2 separate regions of the Drosophila melanogaster genome follow, and region 2 is linked to region 1. A link is a contact called in public Hi-C data. All regions are on one chromosome and are shown on one strand. The core of a region is the stretch at or near the end of the contact, and the rest is flanking DNA. Distances in the headings are between cores, read along the strand shown.

What was found. Hi-C and Micro-C count contacts between places; a contact is called where the count stands out from the background.
Region 2: a Hi-C map of the Kc167 cell line shows a contact between it and region 1, with 4 times the contacts expected there. The contact joins the promoter of Jhbp2 here to the promoter of Gnf1 in region 1. A contact is called at or near these places in 1 of 1 datasets of contacts at CTCF or cohesin (the Kc167 cell line), 13 of 107 Hi-C or Micro-C datasets (the Clone 8 cell line, the Kc167 cell line, the S2 cell line and 6 more) and 3 of 6 datasets of contacts at active chromatin or transcription factors (the Kc167 cell line and the S2 cell line).

Annotation. Positions count from the first base shown.
Region 1 is chr3R:4,902,887-4,909,407 of dm6, forward strand. Gnf1 (Germ line transcription factor 1) reads left to right here and starts at 3,736. Exons shown (of 4, transcript NM_079505.3): 1 at 3,736-3,836; 2 at 3,903-5,233; 3 at 5,362-6,204; 4 at 6,263-6,521. The coding sequence starts at 3,828.
Region 2 is chr3R:4,957,551-4,964,071 of dm6, forward strand. Jhbp2 (Juvenile hormone binding protein 2) reads right to left here and starts at 3,801. Exons shown (of 7, transcript NM_141251.3): 1 at 3,762-3,801; 2 at 3,344-3,423; 3 at 2,354-2,472; 4 at 2,087-2,208; 5 at 1-84. The coding sequence starts at 3,410.

The DNA of each region.
Region 1 (6,521 bases), core at 2,486-4,985:
GAATCAAAATAACGCGTCAAAGTAATTTATCATGATTAAGGGTGCTCAGTGTCGGGGGTGGGGGCGGCAGAATTAGCCAGTGTTAATGATCGATAAATGAGGCAGCAGGGCGGAGCTGTAGAACAAGTGCCGGCCATCACACGCCATTCTCGAATTAGTGGCCAGCAAGAGGAAGAAGTAACACGCCTGATTTCCCCCCTCAGATCCCGGCTTAAACCCTCTCGCAAAAAAACCGAAAAACGTCACATAATCGCAGAGGTCAAATGCAAATTGGCATTGGATCCTTGCGAACGGGGGTGAGTTTGCGCCACCCGGATGTGTATTTATTTACTGCGACGCATAAGTTAAGGTCCTGCCACAGGGAATCCGCCCAAAGTCAATTTATATTCAGGACCTTCGCTCAGTTCCCGAGTGTGGGAACCTTACCATGCGGTCCTGCGTCAGTCAGGATCAGTCATCTGGGCGGAGAATACGAACCCCTTTCCGGTCTTTTCCTCATTTTCCACTTGTTGTGAGCTGAGGCCAACATAAAACATATTTTTGAGTATCAGGTGATTTTCTAGTATTTGATCAAATCAATTTTTAATGAAAATACATATATAAGAATCCACAAAAAATGTGGAGAAGAGATTTGCAGACATTTTTTACTTTCATTGAACGTCATTTCTTTCTTAACCCTCTTCCGCAGGCTTGTTTGTTTATGTGAAATTTAATCAAAATCGGTGTTAAGCCGTGTTTATTCACATAGGCCCCAAGGGTGACATTCGGTGGCGTTTAGCACGTGCAACCGCCGCCAGCAAGGTCGTTGGGTGGGAGGTAGGCGGTGGAGTGGGTGGCTCGGCCGCAACCCTTAATTGCGCGTGTAATCAGTTGGCTAAGGGGGTTGCCCACCGCCGCGGAACAGGGGGAAATCGGTGGAGGGGGTCTAATGCCCTGTAAATGCAACTAAACAGCTTGTGCGAAGCATTAGGGCAAAGGGTGCCGGGGGATTTGACTTCGGGGCGATGTAAAGTGGCGTTGATTATGTGATTGCGATTTGATTTGATTTGATTTGATTAGATTGCGTTGCATTAGCGGAAGATTGATGGCGCATATGTCAAATAACATGTTAAATGAAAAGGCAAGTTGGCATTAGTTGCATTCTCCGCTTTGACATTTATTGTAAAGTGCAATTTGCTGACACGGACTAACAAGCTTTGCATTTTTTCAACATGCATTTCATGGGTAACGTGGGACTTTCTGCTTTTTTGTACTCCTAGTTTTATTATCATCTTAAATCGGCCATGAACTCTATGAAATGTTTTGAAGGTGTGTGTATTTAAGGCAGAGATAGGCGTTACTCATTAAGCTATTATAACTCCCCATATCTGGACTTTAACTTATTTAGTTACCGGACGTCGAACATGAACGCTTTTTCTTGCAGTGTAACCAGCAGCAAGAAGCTCAACTGTATAAACTTTATTTTTTAAGGCCTTTCTGAATTGATCCAAGAAAATATCTCATAAAGATATAGATGGAAATTCGAGATATTTTTAAGAGGTTAGTATCCAGTAATGTATATAGGGCCTCGAAACCTTTGACAAAAATTTATTCGCATTTTCGCAATTTCGCATTAAATTCTACTCTGTTAAAATATACAAAAATGTATTAAGAGTGAAAATAAAATATATTTATAAACCAACAATCTTGCGCTGCTTCTATGTATCTGGAATCTTCTTCTAGCTTTTATAGTTCCTGAGATCTCGACGTTCGACAGACGGACATGGCCAGATCGACTCGTCTATTGATCCTGATAAGAATATACTTTATATGGTCGAAAACGCGTCCTTCTGCCTATAACTATAAACTTTTTTAACTATCATTTGAATAAGGCGTAGTTGCAACTCAAATCAAAACGTGTCAGAATCGCTATTATATATAAACACCGACACTAGACCCTCGACAGGTGAGTGTCCTGTTGGCAGTTACCTAAAGTATATCTGCAGGTGTAAAATATAATGCTTAGTTTATACCATTTAACTTTTAGCCAAAATGACCCAAGTTCCCATTGGCCTCGGCCCAAATATGCTTTAATAGACTAATCGCGAACTGGCTGGCATTTCCTGCTCCGGATCTTAGTCTACTCGCATAGTGATGGCGTTCGAAACGCCCAAGCCCATCATCTTGGCTTATAAGCCAGGATAATACGAATGTTAACAGCAGCAGCAGCGGCTTCTCTGCCCAAAATACATATGTACATAATGCATTAAGCATTAGCCACTTGTAATACTAATAATATCAAATGCTCATTCTAGACTACTTCGTAAGCACCGGCTCAATTATACAAATATAGAACATATTCATACTGTAATAAAAAATAAATCAAAAACCTTTTATTGCAGTCTTCCAATTAAACGCATTTTGAGAAAAAAAAAAAACAGAGAATACTATAGTCGAGTTCCCCGACTTTCAGATACCCGTAACTCAGCTAGAGTGAATGCGGACGCGCAAATTTCATAATTGATTGAAATAATTCAAATTGGCAAGGCAAATAATAAAACGAAGAAAAATCTTAAGTTTTCAAAAGTGGGCGTGGCAGTTTTGTGCGGCTTTGGATACAAATTTAGATCGATAGAACTTTACATGACTTATGAAATTATGAAAAAATATCAAATTCTTCAAAAATTTAGTTTATAGTATATATAGTATAAATGTGGTATACCCTTTTACTCCTCGAGTAATGGGTATAAGTCAATAATGTTGAAAATACGATTATAAGAGTAGCCAGTTGAAAGGTAACTTAATTTTAGGTATATAATGGTATTCGAAGCGTGACAGAAATATGAATAATTATTTTATATCTCAACGCTTCCTTCTATTCCTGAAGTCGCCTTTATTTTCGCCACCCTATTGTGTCAGGTCTGTGTACAATTGTACATTGAACAACAAACTATTTAAAAGAGAATATATGTTGAAGCTAAATAATAAAATAAAAATAACTAAATAAAATAGTAATTAAGTATTCGGCAAAAAATTGAGCTCAGCATTTGAAAATTTTACAGCCCCTCTGATTTCTATCAAAGACAAAAACCTTATATCAGGAGGGTGCCTTCGCTAAAAACAAATATACATATATGTGAAGGATGTCTCCGCTAAAGATGTATTCGCTAAATACATCGAAAATCGCATGCGATATGATCTGTAGATCTGCACTTGAAGTAAAAAATTGGTGAAATTAACATTCATGTAAATAAAATTATAACACGGTTCACGAAATCAAAGTCATCAAAGACAAAGAAATATATAAACAATAGATTTATCAGTTTTAAGATTTGCAACGTGCAGCCCGTTGCCGTCCGAACTTTTTTGTTGGAATATCGATTACAACTGGATTAGATAACCAACTGAATGTAAAGTGGAAAATACTTTTCAATTCCTCGCTACAGTGACAGAGAATGACAAAATTGATTTATTGGTTATTTATCATATTTAATAACACAACAAGTGTTATGTTCATTTAATTTCTTTCCAGTTTTTGTGCCTCTTTCATAAAATTGACTTTTTTCTTTTCTGTACGTGCTTAAAACAATAAATTCTATTTCCTTTTCATTCGCAATTCACCGTTGCGAATTTTTTTTTGCTGCCCAGACGACTTTATACCTTTTGTATCTTGACACACATTTAGTGAGCTATCGATAACGTTCAGTGCTTTTGATTCTTTAAAATACTTATACTAGTTTTTTTCAATCGTCACCGACGCGGTTACACTGGGGATTTCGTGTCTGGTAACACTGTTCCGTATTCTGAAGCTCGCAGCATTAATTTTATAATAATTAATTCCTGCCGTAATGCAACGCGTAAGTTGTGTAGAGACAGTCAGGCACTAGGTGAAAACATCAATTTAACAAAATCATTTGTTCCAGGGCATTGACTCCTTTTTCAAACGGCTGCCGGCCAAGGCGAAAAGTGCCGAGGCCGAAAATGGAGAGACGCCGTCGAAGGCGCCAAAACGCAGGAAAGCCGTGATAATTTCCAGCGACGAGGACGAGGTGGTCAGTCCGCCGGAGACCAAGAAACGCAAGGCTTCGAAGACAGCATCCAGCGAGGATGATGTGGTGGCCGCCACACCGGAACCGATTGCGAAGAAGGCCAGGAACGGGCAGAAACCAGCGCTCTCCAAGCTTAAGCGGCACGTAGATCCTACGGAGCTTTTCGGTGGAGAAACCAAACGGGTGATTGTGCCCAAGCCGAAGACCAAAGCTGTTCTCGAGTTCGAGAACGAAGACATTGACCGGAGTTTAATGGAAGTTGATCTGGACGAGAGTATCAAAGAGGCTGCCCCCGAAAAAAAGGTTCACTCGATAACCAGGAGCTCTCCCTCGCCTAAAAGAGCAAAGAACAGCAGCCCGGAACCGCCAAAACCCAAGTCAACAAAATCCAAAGCCACCACTCCGCGTGTGAAGAAGGAGAAACCTGCGGCAGATCTAGAATCCAGTGTCCTAACAGACGAGGAACGCCACGAGCGTAAACGTGCTTCCGCCGTGCTCTACCAGAAGTACAAAAACCGCAGTTCGTGCCTGAACCCCGGCAGCAAAGAAATTCCAAAGGGATCCCCGGATTGTCTGAGTGGCTTAACCTTTGTCGTAACCGGAGTCCTCGAGTCCATGGAACGAGAGGAGGCGGAGTCCGTGATCAAGGAGTATGGCGGAAAGGTGATGACCGTGGTTGGAAAGAAACTCAAGTATCTGGTCGTAGGAGAAGAGGCTGGACCAAAGAAATTAGCTGTGGCTGAGGAACTCAATATACCCATTCTCAGCGAGGACGGGCTCTTCGATCTAATCAGGGAGAAATCAGGAATCGCTAAGCAGGTAAAGGAAGAGAAGAAAAGCCCGAAGAAGGAGCACAGCTCCGAGGAGAAAGGGAAAAAGGAAGTCAAGACTTCTAGAAGGTCCAGTGATAAAAAGGAGAAGGAAGCCACTAAACTGAAATATGGCGAGAAGCATGATATCGCCAAACATAAAGTCAAGGAAGAACACACTTCCCCGAAGGAGACGAAGGATAAGCTTAATGATGTACCAGCTGTTACCTTGAAAGTAAAAAAAGAGCCCAGCTCCCAGAAAGAACACCCTCCGTCGCCAAGAACTGCCGATCTGAAGACTCTGGATGTGGTCGGGATGGCCTGGGTGGACAAGCACAAGCCTACGAGCATAAAAGAAATCGTTGGCCAGGCAGGAGCCGCCAGCAACGTGACCAAGTGAGTAACCTAAATGTATAAATGGTAGCTTCCACTTTCAAAGTTATATATTTATTATACAGTCACAATTTGAAACTGAAAGCCAAACAGGAGAGGGTTAAAGTTTTACATTATTTTAATTTTCCTAGGCTGATGAACTGGTTGTCCAAGTGGTATGTTAACCATGATGGAAACAAGAAGCCCCAACGGCCCAATCCTTGGGCCAAGAACGACGACGGCAGCTTCTACAAGGCGGCCCTACTTTCGGGACCCCCTGGAATAGGAAAGACCACGACGGCGACTCTGGTAGTGAAGGAGCTTGGCTTCGATGCGGTGGAGTTCAACGCCTCCGACACACGCAGCAAACGCTTGCTCAAGGATGAAGTGTCCACGCTGCTGAGCAACAAATCCCTCTCCGGTTACTTTACAGGGCAAGGCCAAGCGGTCTCCCGCAAGCATGTGCTCATAATGGACGAAGTTGATGGCATGGCCGGTAACGAGGACCGTGGTGGAATGCAGGAGCTGATTGCCTTGATCAAGGATAGCTCTATTCCAATTATTTGCATGTGTAATGATCGCAACCATCCAAAAATTCGATCCCTGGTTAACTATTGCTACGATCTGCGATTTCAGAGGCCTCGCCTCGAGCAAATCAAAGGGAAAATAATGAGCATCTGCTTTAAGGAAAAAGTAAAGATATCACCGGCCAAAGTGGAAGAAATCATAGCGGCTACCAACAACGATATTCGGCAATCCATTAACCACATTGCCCTGCTGAGCGCCAAGGAAGACGCTTCCCAAAAGTCAGGGCAGCAGGTTGCCACCAAGGATCTGAAGCTGGGACCCTGGGAGGTGGTGCGAAAAGTCTTCACCGCGGACGAGCACAAACACATGTCTTTTGCCGACAAGAGCGACCTTTTCTTTCACGACTACAGCCTGGCCCCGCTCTTTGTGCAGCAAAACTATCTGCAGGTCCTACCACAGGGAAACAAGTAAGTCTAGTTTACCTAAGCCAAGGGCGTACCCATTCACCAACTTCACTCTTTGCAGAAAGGATGTCCTGGCAAAGGTGGCAGCTACGGCAGATGCCCTAAGCTTGGGTGACCTTGTTGAAAAGCGTATTCGTGCGAATTCTGCTTGGAGTCTTCTACCCACTCAGGCCTTTTTCAGCTCGGTCCTTCCTGGCGAGCACATGTGTGGCCACTTCACTGGACAGATTAACTTTCCCGGGTGGCTGGGCAAGAATTCCAAGTCTGGAAAACGTGCCAGGCTGGCCCAGGAGCTGCATGATCATACTAGGGTCTGCACC
Region 2 (6,521 bases), core at 2,551-5,050, 55 kb after region 1:
ACACCTGTGGACCGGTACTGCGCCTTGACGCGAATGCGGGGTATCTCGCACGTCAGCTGGAACTGCAGCGAGTCCAAGTCGGAGCTGCAAAAAGACAAGTTGAGATATGAGATATGGATATTGTGGATATTAATGGGCGCCTCTAATGGCAATGACAGTGACAATATGCGAAGTAATGAGCTTAGCGAAAAACTGCCTTTTCATTCGTTTCATGCGAAGATGAGCCGACTATTTTGTCGTATTTTTTAGCCTTGAAGCTCTCTTAAGTCTTACATTCGATGCCAAAGAGATCCAAACCAAAGCGGCTAGACGATTGGAGCTAGGGGGTACTTCTCGATAGTCGAAATCAATACGAGAACCAATACGAGAATTCCGACCCTTCCAATACCCTTCCAACTCAGCTCAACCTCACTTAGATATTCAAAAAACACACAATTGCTATGTATTTACGTGCGAACCACATATTTGCAAAGTATTCTAAGACTAGTAATGCAGTCTCAAGCAGACTGCAGGAATATATTGGACCCTATGTCAGGGTAGCCTGTCAGTGGCCACAGAAATCGAAACCGATACTGGAACCGGCCCAAACAATGCTCTCCACTTAGAGAATCTAGCGTTGGCACACTTTTCTGGCTCGTTTCTTGGTCAACGATCTGTGAGCCAGTCGTCTTTGCCCGTGCTGTGTTTATGTTTCTGCCACTCGGATTCTTTTATTTTCGCCAATTGAGAGCCAAGTGTCTGTTGCCAGATTGATGGTCGCCGCCTTAACTGCCTCTGCCTTTGCTATTGTCGGCGGAGCTGGCGTCCCAAATACCGGAAAGCATGGCTAAAAGTGTTCTTGGCTTTGGTGTTGCATAATGCGGGGCACTTAAGACATCAGAGGCCACCGAGGAGAGTGGGTCAACTTGTTAGAGAGTAGCCTCTCTTATATGTGGGAAAACATTTGAAAGGCGAAAATGGAGAGATAACCAGTTTTTCAGATATCATTCATAAACATTTTAATTTTTAATTCTTTTGCTGTTGGCATTTATTTAATTGTGGTTCTTATAACACCGAGAAACTAAAGGTGCATAAGTAATACGACTATGCTAAGAATATCACAAATGCACTTTAATTGCTCTGCACGAATCAAATTTTTTGACACAAAACCTTTAATTCGCCGTCGAATTGATTCAGATTAACCAATCGTTATTAGCTAAGATAATGTATCATCCCAAAGCTGCCCACGGATTAATTTCCCGACTCCACAAAACTCCCAATGAATTGCATAAGTAGGCAGGCTATTACCAATAAAAATGAATTTCCAGCGAACCACTTTTCCAGATAATCCACGGGCCCTATTTCCCTGATTTCTCATTTAAGCCCATTTGAGAATAAGTGAAACCAGCTAAGGTGGGCAAACACCTTGTCGCAGATAATTACGCGTCTAAAATATACTTCAATAAAAGCCCCGGGCAAATGCAAATTGGTCTGGGCAAACATAAAACGCTCAAGCAAGTTAAGGAACCACTGAAATGCAAATCGGTTATTGCTCAATCGATTTCCCATCGCATCGTGTGCCAAACGTTTTGTCCATAAATCAAGACCATGAGCTACGAGGTATTCACGAGGCTTTGGCAAACCCCGTCAAATCATTGCAAACTGCGCTCATTCAAATGAGCCCCCACAATGTTGACAAAATGCTAAGTGGAGATCGCGTGCTGGGGAGGCGGATTGAGTGGCCAACTGACTGATTGACTCACTGACCGATGGACTGGGCAGTTAGGCAAATGAGCAGCAAATTAAATTATAATTACAGGGAATCGAAGTTCTGTATCGTGAACTGGCGAAACGGGCCCAGGTATACAAGACACTAAATGTGCATCCAACCGAATTCCTAAATCGATTAGCTTAGTTACGATTGACTTACATATTTTAGTAGACTATGAATATAAATATAAATAATATACATATGTATATAGCCAACTTGTAGCATTGCACACTCATTATTTAAAACTATTTAGTATTTCGAACCCGACCTTTGATTTATTTCGCAATGTATTAAACCTTTCATAGCATCTTAGCTGTAAGGATGTGCACGACTCACCGGATGTTGGTCACTGTGATATTGCTCACACCGTAGGCCTGAATGTTCCGGAAAAGTGCGCGGTAGCCATCCGGACCACTGCCCAACACAATGCCGATTTCATCAATCATCACGGGTTCGATCTGTTGGCAGAAATAAGTTACAGGGCGATCTGAATATGTAGCCATTAGGGTAAGAATAAAACTATCTCTTTTTGCTCTTAATTAATTTAATATTTTCAAAGTGCAGTAACGTGTTGTCTGGAGTCTTAACATATCTTCAGCTCACCTCATAGATGTCCAACTCCGGCACTCCCTTCTGCAGGTAGTGCACCAGCTTGTTGCCACTTTCGCGAAGGCATTCGTTTATCTGGGCCTCGTCCCGTGGGCACTGTTGCAGGTAGTAGGCTGGAAAGGCCAATTCGAGGGTGGTGAGACAATGAGTCCATTTCGAATGCAATGGTCTGTGTATGTATGTGTGATGTTTTGCATGTTCGTGGATGTCATTGTCTGGCGGAGGCCAGTGAATTAATCAACAGGGCTCACAATGAAAATGAAGATTCGCTTTCCTCCCGTAATTGCGATTCCCATGTCCCAGGTGAATGCGTCAGTTGACGTGGGTTCAAGTTCACAATTATCTTGCCGATCTCACAACGATCGTTGCGAACATGTTCGGACTGAACTATGAATCGCTGGGATGCGATGGGGTGGGACAAAACCGGCGACAGGTTTATGGCCGGGTTAATTATCGAAGTTGTGGTGGGGAGGGATGTGTGAAAACTAATAATAATGACGGGTTTCGGGGGAAGGTTTCCCAAACAGTGTGCCCTCAATGTGAGTTAGAAACCTCTTGTGATTGGTACAGAGCATTTCTTAGAAATTATGGCACAATCGGAGCACTTGAACGTAGAGTTTTTTAGAGGCTAGCCGGCAAAGTACTGAATCAAGGTCAATCCCATTAAGTGGGATCTTTATGGAACCGGGTAAGTGACTGCAAAGCCAGAACTATTAACCGAGGTTATCGTGGCCATCAATTGCCATTCTGGAACCTACCCGACCAGATCCGTCGCAAGTCGACTTTCTTTGTTGCCGGAGCACGTCTTTTGAGGGTGGGCAATTAGCTGTTGCCAAATGCATAGGCCACTTGGGCCAAGTTGGTCGGTGGACGTGTCCAAGGACCGGCTGGAAAGTTAAAGTCGTCGTCGCAAGTGATGTAACTTAGAAAGCTCAGCCAAATAGGTATCACTTATCACACTTCGAGTATTTGATCACTACTTACGCTGCTCCTGGGCAAAAGTGGAGCCCAACACGGCGACGAGCACAATGAAGACCATCTTTCCGCTCATTTTTCGGGTTCGTCTGCATGAAAGTACAAGTAAACGGAAGTTGGCTAAGATGGACTCTGTGTTTCACTTTTCTAGTTTCGTAATTGATTAGCAGCTTTTGGATATGGATATGCTAATTTCGCCCAGATGACGCAGCCCGCGCTCTTTACGAGCGAAAGTGAAAAAGTCGGGATAGAATTTAAAGCGCCCAAGTACGAGCTGCGATTGGGTTTCACTTTGGGGCCGAAATTCTGTCTTCGGTCTCGGTCTGGAAGTGGGTCACACAGCCAATCCCCAACCAGTTCACTGTTTGTTCTTGAATAAAGAATCCGACTGTCTGCTGTCTTCTGCTTTCTTCGTCTCTGCGCTTACTTTGCGTCCAACTTTCACGCGACTCGGCTGAGGAATGAGCTCGGCCTGCGTTGGTCCAAGCCATTTTAACCAGCCAGAAGCTCGAAAGCGCTGGCGAAAATGCAGCGAAAGAGATGGCGAAGGGAAACCGAACAACAGGCCTTCTTGCCACACCCCAGAAATCGGTGGGGCAGACAGTCCGTCGGCTGGGACCTTAAGCTTTGAGTTCCATATAACATATAAACACGCATTTAGAGTTTGGGTTTAGGTCTGAAAGATATTTCCAAAAATGTTGGATTTAAGTAAGTATTTATGCCTATGGGATGAAATGGGATATCCCTGCTCTTACTACCCGCAGATTGCATTCCCGTTTTGATAATATAGCCCAATACCTAATACTACATTACCTCACGATTTTTCTCGGTGTACATTTGCGGGTAGTAATTTTGCCGGGGCCGCAGGCCCGAAGGTTAAGTGTAAAGGGTCTCTGACTCGGAGCCTAACCTCCCACAGCCGCGATTGCAGCCTGGTAATGAGGCTGTCATGAATCATCCGAGCGACTTGCCATCATTAGCGGTTCTACAAGCCGGTATTAGCCCAGTATTGCGATGAATTTCTTTGTTATGCTGCCTTTCAGCCCTTCGTGGGCCGCACTTCCACTTGTGGCCAAAAGGTCAAGCGGTGCGATTAGAACCACGAGCTTTCCAAGAGGCGGGTGGCAAATCTGCTTTGGGCACTCATCATCCATTCATCCATCCATCCATCCATCCATCCATACATAACAAAGCATGCACTGAGCCAGTCACAGAGTGTGTTAACCCTAATAATTCAGAAACGTGTATTTGCTCAGCGCGTTGAGGTATTGATGGTATGGTGACTTGCCCCCAAACGAAATGCAATTGTCTTTCAAAACCTTTCGGGGATCTTTGTGTACTGTTGGGAACGATTCCGGTTATTGACCATTGTCTGTTTTGCATTTAAATTGTAAACTGGAGGTGGAAGGGCCTCGTGATTCGTGCGGGAGTGCTCCAAATTACGAGAACAAATAAGAAGTTAAATATATAACTAATTTGTCTAAACATAGTTTTATATTGACTTATACACTTGACTTTTTAGTGTCCACTTAAAAATCATATACGATTATAGTTTAATGAAATGCCGAACGCTTACGCACAAATCATATCTTATGCGTTTAACTAGCGCTTAACTAACTAACTAACATGTAGATAATTACTTACTCTAAGAGTAGAAGACACGAAATATTACATTCTGCGCCTAATTGAGTATATGTTTTGCTTACCATCGGACAAAGTAAATAATATTATTTTATAATAAACTTTAAAGAAGTATCAGTGGCTTTTTTAACATTCTTATGTTGCCACACTGAAATTAAAATTTGTTTTTTCCATTTATATTTATTTTTGATCAAAGAAAATGGAATGAAAAATAAGACCAATAATGAATGAGTCAAGCACAGAGTGGCCATGAATATGTACAGTGGTGGCAGTATGCCAACTTCGTGCGCCCTTCACTGTAGGGGCGGCGCCTAAAAGTATGCAGTGCGAAATGAATTGCTTGAAAGAATATGAATTGGTCTTACAATTACACATTTACACTAGTTAGTTTGTGTATAAAAAGTCAGTACGTTAAAATATAGACCACATTCTTAGAGCCCACTACAGTTTAGCATGCAGTTTCACACTACTGTTTCACATGCTTAAATTTCTAGAGCACTTGTCTTTATATACTGTTAGTCATAGTAAGTGCCATATCAAATTGTGGTGATTTCAAGATTATTAACTATAGGCACTTTACATTACAAACAATAATAATATTCTAGATGACTTTTTACTTTACATACATAATACTTTTTACATAAATATAATATTTTTCTTCTTTATTTTACAGATATTCTATATTTTACAGATAAAATAGCAAATAACTTAGATTTGTTGTCTAGGGCAAAGTGATAGAATGTGCCCTGCGAACTTTGTTACTAAAATTGTCAGGCCAACTATTGCTCAATTCTGATGCTGTGATAATACTAACAATAATAACAATATAGCAGCGAATCAGTTTATAAATATGCCCAAAAAATTTAGCTCAAGAAAGCAGGGTAGATGCAGAACAGCAGTCCCTACCAGTTTGTCAGCTCCACTGGGCTGCGTGTGGAGATTCGCAGCCAAGGTCAAGGTGGATTGATGACTGGGTCAACGTCAACGTTAACCAAAAACCACTCGACTGTGAATGCAGTCGTCCCTTTGCGCTGCTCGGTCGGTTGAATGACACATTTCTGGGTCACAAGGAAGCTGAGGAGCAAGCGAATCTTAATCAAGTGCGAATTGAAAGTGGTTCCGAGTGGAGTCTGGAAGTGTCTGGGATAACTGGTTTGCTGGTGGATTGCGTTGATCTAAGTTCCTGCAAAGTGTGTTTACTATTAATGAGTGGAATTTGCCATAGGTTTTGGTTTTTGACATCTTCTGAGCTCACCCCAACACCTTTCCATATATGCTTAGTCACTTGGATAATTAAGGCATTCGTATGGCCAAGCGAAATACTTAGTGAGGTGGAAATCGCTGAGAACAACAATTCGGAAATAAAACAATAAGACTTTGAATGTATTCTGCTTCCTCCTCTTCGCATTTCACTAAGCGCTGTCATTATTCGCAGCCGTCTTTTGTGAAGACACATTTACACATTGAGATGTATTTATAACCACCTCTACCCGCATTCAGAGCTACATAGACGTGACAACGGGCTTTAGAATCGGCGCAGAGGCCT